2 separate regions of the Drosophila melanogaster genome follow, and region 2 is linked to region 1. Evidence: chromatin contacts called from public Hi-C data. All regions are on one chromosome and are shown on one strand. The core of a region is the stretch at or near the end of the contact, and the rest is flanking DNA. Distances in the headings are between cores, read along the strand shown. Region 1 holds the start of CG2126. Region 2 holds the start of krz (kurtz).

What was found. A called contact is a pair of places that touch in the nucleus more often than the background predicts.
Region 2: a Hi-C map of the Kc167 cell line shows a contact between it and region 1, with 5 times the contacts expected there. The contact joins the promoter of krz here to the promoter of CG2126 in region 1. A contact is called at or near these places in 4 of 107 Hi-C or Micro-C datasets (the Clone 8 cell line, the Kc167 cell line, the ML-DmBG3-c2 cell line and 1 more) and 2 of 6 datasets of contacts at active chromatin or transcription factors (both in the Kc167 cell line).

What each region holds. Positions count from the first base shown.
Region 1 is chr3R:31,775,065-31,778,848 of dm6, forward strand. CG2126 reads right to left here and starts at 1,588. Exons shown (of 6, transcript NM_143638.4): 1 at 1,381-1,588; 2 at 1,185-1,318; 3 at 920-1,132; 4 at 684-856; 5 at 495-629; 6 at 1-438. The coding sequence starts at 1,488. The coding sequence ends at 287. faf (fat facets) reads left to right here and starts at 2,354. Exons shown (of 19, transcript NM_001260461.1): 1 at 2,354-2,500; 2 at 2,574-2,687; 3 at 3,108-3,694. The coding sequence starts at 3,402. It overlaps sip3 (septin interacting protein 3), which reads left to right. Exons shown (of 6, transcript NM_001276223.2): 6 at 1-99.
Region 2 is chr3R:32,050,107-32,053,890 of dm6, forward strand. krz (kurtz) reads right to left here and starts at 1,887. Exons shown (of 2, transcript NM_080249.5): 1 at 1,163-1,887. The coding sequence starts at 1,733. mod (modulo) reads left to right here and starts at 1,954. Exons shown (of 6, transcript NM_079875.3): 1 at 1,954-2,070; 2 at 2,214-2,290; 3 at 2,375-2,871; 4 at 3,140-3,449; 5 at 3,517-3,784. The coding sequence starts at 2,629.

The sequences.
Region 1 (3,784 bases), core at 338-2,837:
TGATTTGTATTTAATATTACTATATGTGTATAATTAATGTGAAATATAATTAAAACGAAAAGAACGAAGAATGAATTAAGCTTGTGCGACGAAAACACTAAATAGACCTGCTCCTAAATTTGTTTCTCAACGGCTTTTAGAGCCGCAATTATACTCGGAACAGGTCTGAGTCTGAGCTACATACTAAATGTAAATAAATTAATTGACGCGTACACTACACATAGATAACAACAGTCGATCGACGAGTTCCCCGGGCGTGAAAAATTTGCATCTGGACGTCGCCGCATCAAATTCTCGACTCCAGCTCCCGGAACTCGGCAGGATCCGTGAAACGTACGGTCAAAATATAGAACAGTGTGGGGAAGGGCACCAAGCACATAAAGGCATAGTGGTAATTCAGGGAGGTGAGGCCGTAGGCCAACAACATCCAGTGCACAGCTGGGAAAGTAAGCTGCTGGTATACTTTATGTATGGTGAATGCGCACTTTGCTTACCTATGATGACCACGTTTTTTAACTCCCACACCGACGAGTGAACCAATGCCTTTAGGGTTTGATCCAGTTTGAGGGAATAGTGGATGGCATTGGCTACCATGGATATGGCCACGCTAAGGTACGGAAAGGAGTAATCTGAAAAAGAAAAGATCTCAAGACCAAAATATTAGCAAGCACTTAAGTACTCACAGATCAACCCACATCCTAACGCATGGATAAAGGTGAGCAGGGGCAGGAAGTAAAGAGCCGAGTAAATCGGCGCCTTGCTTCTGCCCCCCACATCCATAATTTTGCTGACTAGCGGGCGTATGAGAAACATGTTCACCAGGCACAGAAAGTAGAAAACCAGCACGATGGTTTGCCTGGAAATTGAACATTAAAGTGACTATTGTGAACACCTGGAGCCTTGGGTGGCTGGGTCTTACAATGGGTAAACTGCCTCCTGGGTGCAGTAGACTCGTGCCTCATAATTGGGGCTGGGGTTGTAAAACAATGTGTACCAGTCAGTAAGTTTTCGAACATCACAGGCGTAGAGGCGCAGCTCCCACATGGGCTCCATTAGCAAGGTGGCGAGGATGGCAGATATGGCAACCTCAACGAAAGCGCTGGCCGTCAAGATCAGCTGCTTCCGCGAAAACCTATGTGAATTCACTAAGTAAGTTCTTCTTCCAGTTTGATTAGTTCACTCACTTGCGATCCTTGGCGTCCATGTCAATGAAAAAGCAGTGCATCATAAGTGGCAGCATGGTCATGAATCCCAGGTATAGCCAGGAGTACGTGCTTAACTCGTCGCGGCATGGAGAGCATGCGTAACTTTGGTTCACCTGAACAATATAAAAGTAAATTATTTTCCAGGCGCCGTTCCGAAGGATGCTAGAACATTAACCCGAGATCCTCTGGGACAGACCCCGCAGCTGCTCCAGCTGTTGTTTCCTAGCGGTGATCGCCCACAGTAGGCTCCTGGGCAGCGTTCCAACGCGTCGTACATTCTCATGAAATCAAAACAATTACTTCGTATTGTATATTACATTAAACAAAATAAAAACAATACTCCTATCGATATCGGACTTATCGTTATCAGTAGGACCACTGAATAAACGAATAGGTTGTTCGTGCACTTAAATTAATACTAATTTATAAAATGATAATACATCAGAAGCACATGCGAAATGTATTAAAAATAAGGAAATTATTTTCTACAGATTATATAATGGGCCCTAAGACTGCTTTCTAATTTGATCAAATTAATAATACTATATGTTTTTATATATTTATTTACAATTAAACATGACTAGTAGAGTGTACATTCTTACAGTGCATTTCAATGATTTGATTTTATTTGAAATCCCAATTGCCAGAAATTTAAATTTAGGGTCCCTTATATGTACCACATAAACCAGTTCGATAGGCGCGCTTTTGGCATGGCCTGATAACTCTGGTAAAAAGCACCGCGCGAACCGGTTCAATTCATAACTAGTTCGCCCGAACTGCACAACCCTAGCAAAAGAAATAGCTTAAATATAATTTATTTAACGCGAATTGGACAACGAGCGGGTAGAAAAAACCCTGTGGCCGCAACCGCGACGCTCGCAGGATACGCAGCTCTTCGCCGTCGGGCAGGCAGGTAAAAAGCAATGGCAATTGGAGTTGACCGCAGAACAACAGCAACGGCAGACGCCATTTTGTCTATTGGCCGGCTGATTTGTAAGCTCAATATTCGCGAAATAGTTACCGCGACTAGCTTCGAGTGGCGCAGCCAAGTAAGGGCTCCCCGCTGTCCAGAGCAAAGGCGAAAGGAAGAGCAATCGCCCATTTTGAGGCCTGCGAAAAGTTGGGACTCGGTCGTCAGTTCGCTCGATTCCATTTGCGAAAAATAAATGTACGTGCGCGTGAGGAAGTGTGTGTGCGCGTGAAAAAACAGTGAAAAATAATAAAAAGCCGCACTGGCCGCCGTCCTTGGGTGACTTCCGTTAATCTCTTACAACTTTTAAAGCTATAGAAAGAATGTGAGCAATTTACCGCCCTCGACACACCCAATGAACCGCTAATTTTGGCATCTTTCTATAACTTTATGCGTAGTTATTTTCACCACCCTTCGCCTACACCCTTTCCCCGCCCCTTTTTCCACCAGTGGCTCCCACCCACCGACCGACATTCCGCTTAAGGATGATGCCGGGCGGAGAGAGATAGAGAGTGAGTGCAAAATCCGTAAACTTGGACGTGATGTAATTTTCGGCAGGAAAATGTTCTTTGTTTGCCCAAAAAAATAACAATAAATAAATAAGAATGAAGAGCGAGGCGTAAAACAAAAACAATTTTAAATTAAACTCAAACGCACACACAAAAAGAGAGGGTTCTGTGGGTGAGCGTGCGTGCGTGTGAGTGGGTGAGAGCGTAATTTGTGTGCTTTTGGAGCATTATTTGGCGCTTGCTGCCCCGTCTATTAAATAATATTGATTTTTCATATTCCAACCCAGCGCTCTCTTACACACACGCAGGACCACTCACACACCCAAAACTGAGCTTCGTACACATGTGGGCCTTTTCGGTCTCTCTCTTAGCGCTGTATTTATCCGCCTCTTATTGCCTCTTTCGCTTCGTTGCACTTTATAGATTTTTGCAAACTGGCCGCTGACCAGGCATTGGGAAAAAGGACAATAAGAGGGAGCCCAGAGCAAGAAGTCCAACTAACCGACCAACTGTGCCTCAAGAAACAGCAAATCAGCGGGGAACTCCCAAACTGGACAAGCAGAAGCCCGGATACCTCACATTTGCCATAAGACACCAGTCAAAAAACGACGCGCACTGCAGAACGCATTAGGATTAGCCCGGCACTAGAGCTCGTGCATTAACATCCGCTTCCGGTGCTCCGCAGAACGAGTTGGCTGGAGAGGATACCCCGCCACCATGACGTTCGACACTCGTAGGCACACCACCGGACAGCCGGGAAGCACAGCGCCCAGCTCAAGCAGCAGCACCACCAGCACAACAACCACCACAACGAGTCCGGCGCAGAGTGCCGGATCAGGATCGGGCATAGGAACAGGCACAGGAACAGTCGCCAACTCGAGTCTGCCAGGAGGAGGATCAGGTAGCTTGGACGGCAACCAGGATCAACAGCCGGCCACAGACAGTCAGAGCTCTGATGACGTGGCCGCTTCCTTGTCAGCGAACAGCGTGGACAGCACCATCACAATAGTGTAAGTGGTCGTGCTGCCGTATTTGCATGACTCCGCCCAATTAGTCGGGTTTTGTGCGTAGCACCAGTATGACCGCCACCCCTAAAGATC
Region 2 (3,784 bases), core at 637-3,136, 280 kb after region 1:
CATTCATTTAATTGATCATCAATAGCATTGCTTTAAAAATACGCATAAATATATATAATTGGTTATCCCAAAAACATAAAAGCTAGGAACATTAGATACACAATTGAACAGACGCAAAGTAAATAAAAATGCTGACTCAATTGTCATGAGGGGAAGCAGAGAAGCACTGAGAAATCGTTTCTTCCAACTGTACAAATTCCAACATTGTTGTTTTTATTCTTAAATTGAATTTGGGCTTATATACAGAAAAAATAAATATTAAGTTCTTGTTATAAACTCTTTTACCCAACAACACGCCAATTGCTGCTATTTTATTAATCTCTGTTTATAACAGTAAACAATTTGGCTGCTGAATAATAATAAAATTCCAACAGAAACTATAAAAGCACAAAAATGTGTAAACAAAATAGGGCAATAGGTAATAATATTTATTGAACAGAGAATGTATTAAGGGGGTGCCACGGGCACATAATATATATGCGAGTGGAGCTCGGCGATCGTACGAAAATATGAAAAATTTAAAATTTACAGAAACCAAAAACCTTTCTACTAATAAAATAAAGCACAAATTCTTTAAACCTTTTTTTAATTATTAAATACAGATTAGAAACTAAACAAATAAACATTTTGAAACTATGTAAGATCTTTGCTGTTGGCACACAAATCGTCAGACCGCCAACTGCGGCGCCTGGTTAAGGCGAACAACAGCATTAACTGCGCTGCAACTTCGGTTGATTCAAATTCCAATTAGAAGTGTCGAATTTCAATTAGGTGAACGCTGCGTCATCAGCCCGACGTAGTTGGATTGATTAACCCTGTGTTCCCAACCGCGTGATGCACGCGCTAACTTACACAAAACCACACATATAAGAAATTTACAGTCTAACTTCTATAGAAAAGAACAAAGCTAGTTTTGCTACTGTAACCATATTCTTAATAAATTATTTTATTCTCAGAAACAATAGTACCCGCAATTTAACTGCTCTAAGGTAAAAGAAAAATTTGTAAAGAAAAAAGAAAAATTTGTAAATTTGTAAATTTAATGTATTGCAACATATATAATAAACACGGTATGTGCCACACTGCGAAATATCAATGATTTTGACTTTGACTGACCACCGTATACGGACACACCCACAAGATCAGACCCACAAAGACTCACCCACAAAGGCCTTCAGCTCGTAGTCTACTCCGCAAGACTTGCCCACATCTCCAGGAGCCGGCTGCAAGGACACAGAGGCTGGGCAATAGGGCGGAACCTCAAAATAAAACGGATGGGCGTTCGGCCCCAGCTTTTTAATTAACCTTTCCTGAAGCCGGGTCATCGGGCGGTCCAGCTGCATGGGCGGATAGATCTGCTCATGCGCCAGATACAGGTCCTTACGGAACGTTAATCCCAAAACATCTAGGTCTTCACGTCCGTACCGAAAGGCGGCAAGCACCTGGCCAAAAACCTTACGGTCCTTTACGTACTCTGGATCAATGAAGACAACACCGTCAATGGGATCCACGTGCGTGACATGGTCGACGAAGTCCCGTTTGCCAAGGTAAACTGTTATCTTGCCGTTGGAGGAGCTCTTCTTAAACACCCGAGTCGCCTGGCGTCTGGAGCTGGCATCTCCACCAGTCTCGTCGCCTGCGCTTCCGCCCCCAGTGCTCCCGGCAGCTGTTACATTGGTGCTGGAGCCATTGCTCACATTTGCTCCTCCACTTCCTCCACCACCACCGTTCATTATGTTATTTGGCGGTTATGCTTGTTATTCTGCTTTTCTGCTGTTCCTGCTTAATTGGAACTCCGTTAAATAAATATATGTGTGCGTTGCGGGACTTGTGCTGCAATTTAATTTTTTATGTGTATACTTGTTCCGCCATTTACCAGCACTGCTTGACAGTCATTGGAAAAATACCAGGGAATATTACATACTAACAAATTATGTACTTCTCTGGTATTTCAATTCAGTGCGAACAAACCGATATATGTTTGGTCGTACCATAATCGCAGCCTATAATTAATATTTATTTTGCATTTTTGGCACCTATTTATATTTCCTAAGTGTGCCCTGGCCCATAGTAAGTGACTTTTAATAATTTTTCTTTCAATACCATTAACAATTGCTTGAATTAACATTAAGTTTCCTACTAAGATAAAATGCAACTGCAGGTTGACTTGGCTTTTTAATGAAATATAATATATATATTATAAATTCCTTTAGAAACAGATGATTCATAGCTGATGATTGAGGAAACTTACCATTTGGAATGTATAAACACATGTAAAATCAGACCGTTGGTAAATATCTAATCATAGATTGTATCCTAAGTCTTAAATAAATACTTTATATAAACTGTTTAATATTTATTTTATTTTTTAAAGGCTTTTATTATTTTTATATGTATACATGTGCATGAACGGACTTTAAACCATATTTAGTAGTGGAATAGAGCTATAAAAATGAGATTGAAGTCTCTAAAATACTTTATTTAATCAGCCTTAGCACCGATAGAGCACAACGGTCACACTGTTCTGTCCCTCTTTTCCACGTGCATTTTATTGAACGAAACCACGCGTTGTTCAGTCCAAACTTGACTTTGCTAATTTTGCCCAGAAAACCTCTAAAAGCTGTCAAAATGGCCCAAAAGAAAGCCGTCACCGTCAAAGGAAAAAAAGCTACGAATGGAGAGGAAAAGCCTTTGGCCAAACGGGTAACCAAGTCCACAAAGGTACAGGAAGAGGAGACAGTAGTCCCCCAATCGCCTTCCAAAAAATCCAGAAAACAGCCTGTTAAAGAAGTGCCGCAGTTCAGTGAAGAGGACGAGTCTGATGTGGAGGAGCAAAATGACGAGCAGCCAGGGGACGACAGCGACTTTGAGGTAAGCTATAAAAAAAACGTGGTCTTCTGAATGGATATGGCTAACATTACATGCATAGTATGCACGTATATATAGATCTGCATGGATAAGAATCCATTTTACGTTTTCTTTGCCACGTGGTTGTAAAGATTTTATAATTATAAGACGAGTGCACATAACCCACGATCCTCTGGTTTTATACCGACTCGGTTCATATATCGATAAAAAAAAAATTGTCTTTATTGGTGCTCTCCCATCAGCGGTTATAAGAAAATTGTCTACTTTTCAGACCGAAGAGGCAGCGGGCTTAATTGACGACGAGGCTGAGGAAGATGAAGAGTACAATAGTGACGATGAGGAAGATGATGATGACGATGAGTTGGAGCCTGGTGAGGTTTCCAAAAGTGAAGGCGCGGATGAGGTAGATGAATCCGATGATGATGAAGAAGCGCCTGTAGAGAAGCCAGTTTCCAAGAAATCAGAAAAAGCCAACTCTGAAAAGTCCGAAGAAAATAGAGGAATTCCAAAAGTAAAGGTTGGCAAGATTCCGCTGGGAACGCCAAAAAACCAGATCGTTTTTGTCACAAACCTACCAAACGGTAAAGTAACTGGTTTATTATTTCATTTTTCAAGTATATTTAAACTTAGTATATTTGTTCCACATAGAGTATCTCCACAAGGACTTGGTCGCATTGTTCGCCAAGTTCGGACGACTTTCCGCTTTGCAGCGTTTCACTAATTTGAATGGCAATAAATCAGTTCTCATTGCCTTTGATACGTCAACTGGAGCAGAAGCTGTTCTGCAGGCTAAGCCTAAAGCGTTAACCCTTGGAGACAATGTTTTGTCTGTGTCCCAACCGAGAAATAAGGAAGAGAACAACGAACGCACGGTGGTGGTTGGCCTGATTGGACCTAATATTACCAAGGACGACTT